Linked DNA regions of Mus musculus: region 2 is linked to region 1. A link is a contact called in public Hi-C data. All regions are on one chromosome and are shown on one strand. Each heading gives the region's core, a stretch centred on a gene start, on an enhancer-like site or on the middle of the called end of the contact. The rest is flanking DNA. Distances are from core to core; before and after follow the strand shown. Region 1 has its middle 35 kb from the start of Gm33892. Region 2 holds the start of Sgk1 (serum/glucocorticoid regulated kinase 1).

Evidence for each region. Hi-C and Micro-C count contacts between places; a contact is called where the count stands out from the background.
Region 2: a contact with region 1 is called in a Hi-C map of cortical neurons. The contact joins the promoter of Sgk1 here to the enhancer-like site in region 1. A contact is called at or near these places in 12 of 39 promoter capture datasets (the 3T3-L1 cell line, the C10 cell line, the HPC-7 cell line and 6 more), 2 of 484 Hi-C or Micro-C datasets (both in cortical neurons), 7 of 115 datasets of contacts at active chromatin or transcription factors (VIP interneurons, cardiomyocytes, craniofacial prominence and 4 more) and 3 of 9 other capture datasets (adipose tissue, liver and macrophages).

The regions. Positions count from the first base shown.
Region 1 is chr10:21,534,591-21,538,917 of GRCm38.p6, reverse strand. No RefSeq gene overlaps it. Among named protein-coding and RNA genes, the nearest start is that of Gm33892, 35 kb to the left of the region's middle. Within about 2 kb of position 2,072, at least 7 of the 459 cell types and tissues checked have an H3K27ac peak or open chromatin away from gene starts, as enhancers often do. A contact at or near this core is called in cortical neurons, where this site is marked.
Region 2 is chr10:21,880,476-21,884,802 of GRCm38.p6, reverse strand. Sgk1 (serum/glucocorticoid regulated kinase 1) reads right to left here and starts at 2,619. Exons shown (of 14, transcript NM_001161845.2): 1 at 2,096-2,619. The coding sequence starts at 2,164. It overlaps Gm46215 (a long non-coding RNA gene), which reads left to right and starts at 2,525. Exons shown (of 3, transcript XR_001779732.1): 1 at 2,525-2,610; 2 at 3,053-3,105.

The sequences.
Region 1 (4,327 bases), core at 823-3,322:
AAAGCAATGGTTGGGATTAGAGGATTGCAATTGTGTCACTGCAGCAAGCATCGCCCCCTCATCTGATTCTCCCTGTAGCCTAGACCTTTGAAAGAATGGGATAGGCAAACCAATGGCTAGCTTCCAGAGCTTTCTCGGCATAAAGGGAAAAACTGGGTTCTGACTCCATCCATGGAGCTCCACTTGAAAGGAAAGAATTAGGACACTCCCTTGATGTTAACAGCGACTCCCCACTAGAGATCAAAAGACAGTCTTGAAAAGAAACCATAGCGAGTCTTCAGTGTGAGTCAGGGGACAGCAGAGATCAGCGCCCTGAGGGTTGCATTTTTGAGCTGCTTTCCACCCACCCAGGATATCAAACAAGGAAGGCATAATGTTGAAAGTCAGCTCAATACTGACAAAGAGCAAAGCAGCCATGAGTGAGTGCTGGCCGGACCCCCACAAGTGCTGTGCTGGCCAGACCCCCACATTCGTTTTGGAATTCTACTACAGGTTATCAACAGTTTCGTGGAAGATCAACAATAGGCAAGGCATCTTCATGGCCATGATGAAATTTAAAAAATAAGGTCATTCCAGAACAATGTCCCAACCCACAAGCAACAAAGTGAACCAACCTCTGTCTCCCCCGTCCTGGCTGATATGAGTCTTGCTGCTGTCTGTCCATTCACATTAGCCTCTATGAACTTGCCATTCCACAATCAAGGAATGAATCCTATTCTGTCTCATTCAGAGTAGATCTCTACTTCCTTAGGTGCTCCCCCACATAATCTAATGGGAACCCAAATCCTGCAGCCCTTCTCCATATCCTTCATGGTCCTTAGGCTCTTGTTCTTCCTCATGGCAGCGAGTTATAAACTGGCCTAACTCAATGAGGCAGATGTTCCCAGTGGTCTCCATCTAGAAGGCACTGGCAATATTTTCACTATACATAAAGTAGAAGCCCCTTCAGGAGCAGAGGTCAAAGAGGAGTGCCCTGCTCTTGGATGTTCAGAAGGCTGGAGTAGATAATCATGTAATTTGGGCTCTGTACAACACCTTTCTTGAAAACTGCCATGAAGTATATGCCATAATGAAGCCTAGTATCATATATAATGAACATGTGCTAAGAAAAGGGAGTTATAAAGGGTAAAGTACCATAATTTGTGTATGAAATGCCCCAGAGACCCATTTTACTTTGAATGCTAACTGAAAAATGAATTTAAAAAATGAGGACAGAGAAAGTTGCCATGAAGAAGCTAAGACACCTGCAGCACTCTGGGAGGGGAGACACCATAAAGGAATCCATAGAGGAATCTGATAGCTGACAAGCTAATCAAAAACTAAAACCAAAGAAGGTTGCCCTTGCTGGGTTGATAAAAGGTGTTTTTTAGGAGCTATAAATTATCCAGGAACCCAGCACCAGGCTAGGCTACCTCCTGACAAGTTGTTAATCAGAGAGGCTCCCAAGGCCACAGAACATAGGCTATGGCCATTGATGTCCATTGTTCATCAGATCTAGCTGATAAGACCCAACTGCTGAAGAGGCCACAAGCCTTGGTCACAAGACGTAGAAAAATGTATCTGTAACTGGGCTAAAAGTGTCCTCCCTGGTGGATAACCCTTACGTTATGAGAGTGTTATCTATGCAGCCTGATTTTCTATGAGAAAATCATCATTTGGAGTCTTGCTTGGGTACAGACCCTGATTGCTACACTGCTGATCACACTGGCAGGTTAAGCCTACTGTTACAATAGTGATGAACGAGTTATTGAAATAACCACTTGTTTACATTTGGGGGCTGATACCTTACGTCACAGGAGGATTTGAATTCATGTCTGCTACTATAAACCTGTTCTAAATTACTTGGATAGAGAACTCATAGGCCCAAGTAGAGAAGCTGCTGTGGTTGATTTTTCTGAGTGGACATTATGAGAATGTCGACTTTTCTTCTAAATAACAGTTTATGTCCTTAGAATAATGCTATTGCCAGCTTTGGTCAAAGAAACATCTACAGGCTTTAAATGCCTAAATCTGCTCCTGTGCATAGTCACAGCCATATTTAGGAACCAAATTCATTCTTCATTCCCAGGCTCTTGATTTCTGATTCATCTCTGTCCACGTACCTTGGCAGACATTCACTTACACATGCAGACTGCACAGCAAATGTTGCTTAGTAAATTAGGTATTTGCAGTGCCAAACATACTTTACCCATACAAAGTGTGTTCCAGGTGGCTCTTTATCAAGCCCAGCGAGTAAATGGCTATGGATCCACAACTCAGGTGATGATATTAAGAGAGTAGACTTAACTCCCTGGCACCACGTCCAGGACATAGGGTAGAGTGGAAAAAAGGTAGGTCTGGGATCATGGCCTGCTTTGCATGACACATGTGTCATGGTACCGGGGTCTAGGGGTTCCAAGGAGAGTCAACATGTTCTCCAAGGAATTCCAAACTAGGAGGTGGGCAGCTGAGGCTTATCCAGCAGAGGCCAGATCACCTGGGTGTGGATACTCTCAGAGTGAGACCAAGGGAGGGCAGTGGATGCAGGCATGCTCACCTATGTGCCTAGCTCTAAGACTGCTCTCCATGCTAATGATCTCAGAAGAAGGCACATTGAATCAAACAGGATCCTACCATGGAAGAGGAGATGTCACATGTTAATAGGCAGCCATCAGTGTCTTGACTCCACACTACTGATCACAACGGCTTGTACTGATGGCTTGTATTTCCACTAACTACAAGCACACTTATTAAGTATAGATGTCGTTCAGGGACAACTAGTGCTCTATAAGAGAAAGTTAAACAGAAATGTTTGCTTTTGAAAGCACATCGCCTTAGGGATAGAGAAAAAAAAAAACCTGCTGTCCTTCCAAAGCATTATGGATGCTTTCTTTTAATAATAGTCAAAAGGCAAACTAGAATGTATACATTCCTGTCATCTCTGGCACTAGGAAAGGACACATGTGCACACACTTCCATTCTTCACCGACTTGTTTAGAATTCAATTCTTCTTGTGACTTCAAACCACTGAGAACAAAAAAGCTAAGCTATGCCAAGCTCGTGAGTGTTTTCCAGTGGAAACATTTCATCTTCTCTTGCTCACTCAGGAAGCCACAGCAAACCAGGTTTGACGGCTGACCTCAACAGGGTTTCCCCCCTTAATCTGCGTGGCAGAGAGGAAAAATTGACTTATGATCAAATTAAGAACATTTTATTTCATTTTTGCCCACAGCACTCTGGCTAATGTTACTGTATGAGCTCATTCTGCCACCGACACAAGGAAGAGTCAAGGGTAGCCTTTGGCTCCCCCTCCCCTGGGTGTTTGGGCAAACAGATGAGAATTATTTATTTTGAGATATGCAAATAGTTAAGCAGATGCCTGGTATTCAAAGGTCACTATGACAGACATATGGACACAAATGACAAAGTTTGGTACAGACACACACCTCTAAGAGAAAAGGCAAAGGAAAGTCTCTTGGTGACCATCTTTGGGAGCAGCGCTTCTCAGATTTAAACGTGCAGGGCGATTCATGGAGGGTGGATTTCCCACTGTGGGTTACTCAACGTGGATTCTCAGGTCAGGACAGGAGTCTGAACTCTGCCTGTGTAGTAAGACCTCGGCTGCCCCTGCAGATGCTTGGCCCCAGACACTGATTAGCGAAAGTTCAAAGGATTTTGAAGACAATAAATACAGAGAATGGAAAATGAACCTGAGAAGGATTTTGCGGCACCACAGATGGACAGGTGGACAGGGAAACTTAAGGAAGAGAAAGTTGAGTGAAGGTGTTTGGACTTCAAAGGAGCAAGAAAAGGAACGCTGAACTTGTCAGCCTGAGAGGTTCCGCGATGACCTCTCTAAACCAGGTTAAAAAGTCTGAAGATGCATCTCGGTATGGCTGAGGAAGGGAGGATAGCGAACGAACGTGGACTTTATGTCTTTCAGGAACAGATACCCAGCAGGGGCCCTGTGTCTCCTTGGAGACCCTTGAAAGGGGAAAAGAGAGTGGCTCCTGTCAGGGAGACCTTATAACACGGGGCACTTTGCCACTGTAGAGCAAGGAGTTTTGTTTTTGAAGTGACTTTTAAAGACAGCAAAGGATTAAACCTGAATGTGTGATTTCTAGACTTAAGTCAAAAATTGACAATAAATGTAAAAACTCCACACAAAAATTTACAACAAATATTTTGCTGCTAAAACCTTTGTATTATACTAATAAAATTATAGCTAATTTTTGGGCACACATAGAAAATGATGGAAATATGTAAAAACAATAATAGTTATATTATTTTGGAACAAATAATTTAATATTTTCCTAAAAGAAAGTAATCATATATAATTACATATATA
Region 2 (4,327 bases), core at 1,370-3,869, 350 kb before region 1:
GGGCTGTCAATGACGTGACACATGTCACATTCTACTGTCCTTGAGGGGCAAGGAGAGCAGAGGGGGGGCAGGGAGATGTCAGACCCAATCTCCAGCAGACTGAACCCAGTGAAATGGCCTGCTGGACCTCATGGTGTAAATCTCTTTCTCCCTGCAGTTTTTGAGAAGACATCTGTACCCTGTCTCACTCTTTCCAAAACCCAAGGTCTGCAGAAACACTGGCTGAAACACACTGGTAAATTATGCTCGTAAGCAAAATGCAACCAGATGTCAAGCTGGGATTTCTAGTAGTATATTTTGATGGCAAAGAAAATAAGAAACTATTATAATAAATAAACAGTATGTAACTGACACTTGGTTGACTGACAATATATAGCTGAAAGGGTTCTAAACTCCCCAGGGACTGTGAACGTAGTTCACTGTTTGGGGATGGGGCTTGTGGGGGAGGGGTGACTTGCATGCTTGAGGCCCAGCACTGTAAAACAAAATACCCTTAATAGCACCAAATAAATTAGTTAAGATAGGCATAAGCTCATAAGCCTAAACCTATAGTTCCAATACACAAGAAACTGAGGCAGGAGGATCATTTCAGCCCAGGCATTCAAGACAGCTTGGTCAATGTAGCTAGAGAAAAAAAAAAAAAAAAAAAAAAAAAACAGCAAACTTTGGCTAGTTAGTTAGAAGGAAGTAAAGAATTTAAGGACTAAATAAAAGGGTGCTTCCCTTGGAAAAGTATCTTTTGACTACAGGGGAGACCTTAGTAGTGCGGGAGGACCAAGAAGCTGGGCTGACTTGCAGACTCTACTGGGGAAAGACCTCTCAACTGACACTGGCTGCAGGAGTTAGCGTTACTCAGATTTAGTGCGTATCGTTTGCATTTGGCCATAGATTTGGGGATCTCTAAGCCAGGATGTGAGAGAGCTCCTGCTGGCGCTTGCAGACTGCTGGTTTGCAGACCTGCCTTTCCAGCTTGACCCTTCAGTGCTAGGAGGCCGTCCAGCCCAGCCTGTAATTCATTACGTTCTGTTGCCTTTTCGGCACACACAGACGCGGCCTGAATGAAGGGAAGGGTGAATGAATGGAAGGAAGCAGCTGGATAGGACCGCCCCGGGCACTAAATAGGACGGCACAACTGGGGCTACAGGAGCCTCCTATTGCTTAAGAGACACTCCCCATAAGGATGTCAATGATCAGTCTTCCAACAACCACTCATTTCTGAGTCCCCACTCATGTATAAATTTGCAGAGCCACAGACCTCCAGTGTGGCCATTGCAATGAACTGAGTTTATCTGTGAAACAGAGAAAGGTCTATTCATTTACAGCCCTATGACATTACTAACATTATGAATGAAAGGAATTTAAACAAATGTATACAGCAAATGTACATAGCAGCAGAACCCTCCCCGCACGCCCCCCCCCCCAATCATAGTTTGGGCTATAAAACAGGCTATCCCTTATTCTTTTGGTAAGGGCACGTGTGCTAGGCAAAATTGAGGCAACTTGAAATAGAGGGTTTGAGATGTTGGGAGTCCATCATTTCTGTCAAAGGTCACTCTGGTCCTTTCCTGTTTACCCCAAAGATAGAGATAGTGGCAGAATGGATTTGAGGAGCCAAAGCTGCTTCTAACAATTGAAGACGAAAATGCAGCAGCCCTTGAGACGGAGGGAAGGTGTGGCAAAGTTGAACCCTTCAAAGATAAGAGCGAGAGAGCTACTTAATTAGCCCAGACTAAATTGCTTCTTATTAACTGCACTCGGGCCAGCTGTCTTTGAAACTGCCTTGTAATCCTGGGCATGGCTTTGATTGAGAAATCTCAGTTCCCATCTTAAACCCATTTGAAGGCATCTCGGCCCAACCCCCTTCTTCCAATGCAACTCCTCTGAGCCCCCCCTTTCCATCAACATCTCCCCTACCCACCCCCCAACAAATATGAATCTCAGCAGGGCCAGCGCTCACCTTGACCACTGACACCAGAAGCTCTGCTTTCACGAAGGGCTCAGTAACAAAACCCGAGGCTTACCCTAGGCAAGCCTCCAAAAGCATTTGAGAGAAGCAGCGTAGAAAACAAAAGCAACAACCACAACCTGGGCTTACCCGTTTCTTAAAAAATTGGAACGCTGAGCATTTCTTGACCGGGAATCCATTCATGTCTTTGTTTACCATCTTCCACAGAAGGGACTTCACAGTTATAGATCCAGGGTGGCACCGGCTTGGTTTACTGCATCTGTATCCCGATCCGCCTTCCTGGAGACGGTGAATGAAGACCGAACGGGATGGAGAGGCTAACGGGGCTCAGTTTTTCACTCGCTCATCCTGCTGCGGCAGCGACTGCAGTAACTCGCCCCACTTTCAGAGGCCACTGGCAATGGCTTTTCTCTTTCCATCATTGCTTTGAAACGTAAGCATCACCACAACAGGACCCCGGGGCCGGATGGCGGGATACAGCAAATCTATCCAGAGATGCTCTGGCGGGCGCTCAGGCGAGAGCAGGGTACCGTCCCCGCCCCCAGCTACCGAGCTGCTCCCGGGCTGAGCGGGGAGCGAGCGACTCGCTCTGCTCCAGGTGATGCGCTGCTGGAGGCTGCTGGAGGAGAGCTGTTTTTGATTGTGTAGGTTCCAGTGGGAGCTGTAGTTAAGCAGCTGGGGGAAGGAGTAAGAAAGAGCTGAAGCCGGAGGGAGGGAAGGAGGAAGGGAGAGAGCCTCCTCAGAAAGGTAAATGGAAAGAGAAAGCAAGGCAGGAAGGAGCAAGGATGCATGCATGCATATGTGAGTAAGATCAGAGGATGGTCAGGAGACACAGAAAACACAGAACAACGGATTCCCTTGGGAGGGTTCTTTGAATTGGTTTTTCTTTGCAACAATGTGGTAACCAGAGTAAAATGCAGACCCAATAATGTAATTCTCAATGAAGTTCTTCAGATTCCGGTTCTGATACCAAGCCCCGGAGGCAGGGGGTGGGGGGCATCAAACGTGTTCCTGCCCTATGAAACCTTGAAAAATAAAATAATGTGCCTACACATGTGTAGCAGTGAATGGTCTCTTACTCTGTAGGGTCCTCGGATGCCCTTCCTTCCGCTGTGACATTAGAAGGAACAACTGGGGAGGTAAGCCCACCCTTTTCAACAGAGAAGCCGGCAGTAAGAGAAAATCAATGAACAGAAACAAAGTGTGCAAAACCAATAGGCAGAACCTTGCCCAGACCTTCACCAAAAATTCGTGCTGAATCCATTCAATGCTAAGGGAGTCACAGGAAGCAAGGACGAGTCTTTTTACATGCCCCAACTTATCCTGAACCTCTGCAAAGTGAATTCATTTAACAAAAACATTTAATTATGCGTAGCTCGTTTCCACTTGTGCTCTTTGATGCTGATATTTTATGAGTTTTGTTTTGTTTTTTAAATAGGATTTATAGCAAAAAGGTTTGGGGTCCCTGTTAGCATGTGGTTTTGATCAGCTACTTCACCTCCGGCTGTACTTTGGTCTATGAGATAGACATACACGATCACTCACTCACTCACTCATTCATTCACTCATTCATTAATTCAGCCACTCAATCACTTGTTTGACATCTCATTCTATTCAAATATAGCATTCAAATCCAAAACCAGTAAGCGTTCACTGGTAGGAAATACACTAGAACTATCCTTAAAAATAATTGTTGATTGAGTGCTTGCATGAAACCATGAGTTTAATCCTCAGGACCACAAAACAAGCAAACAAACAAAAGAAAAAACAAAACAGCGACAGACACTGTGGCAACATGGGATTAGAACCCCTGCAGTTGGGAGGTTAAAGGTAGGAGGATCAGAAATGCAAGCTTATCCTCAGAGTTTGAGGCCAGACTAGAATTCATGGGATCCTAGCCAGAAACAACACCCAAACAGAACAATAACAACAACAAAACCCACATTGTTACACCATTTATATGGGAAACGTGGATTAACTGGGGAAGAGGTGCCTGAGTTCCTTTAGAGTATGAGTTTCTATGAGGTGAGATATGGATGAAGTTGTACAAGACACAAGGATACATTATGTAATCTACAGCTTCAGTAGGCCGTGATTTTCCTAAAGGGGCCATCTAAAATCACCAGAGAGAACTCAAAGAGAATTATTCTAAGATGAAAGAAATGTTCCCCATCGGGATTATGGTAATGACTACAGTAAGAACCAAACTTCATCATGAAACGAAAAAGAATTTGTTTTGCACAGTAAAATTATACCTCAGTAAGTTTCATTAGAAAACAGTGAAAGCCATTCAATCTCTTTCCTGTTCCTTTCTTCACTGTTCCTCACAAAGTGTTATAACAGCCATTTATTGAATGTGGG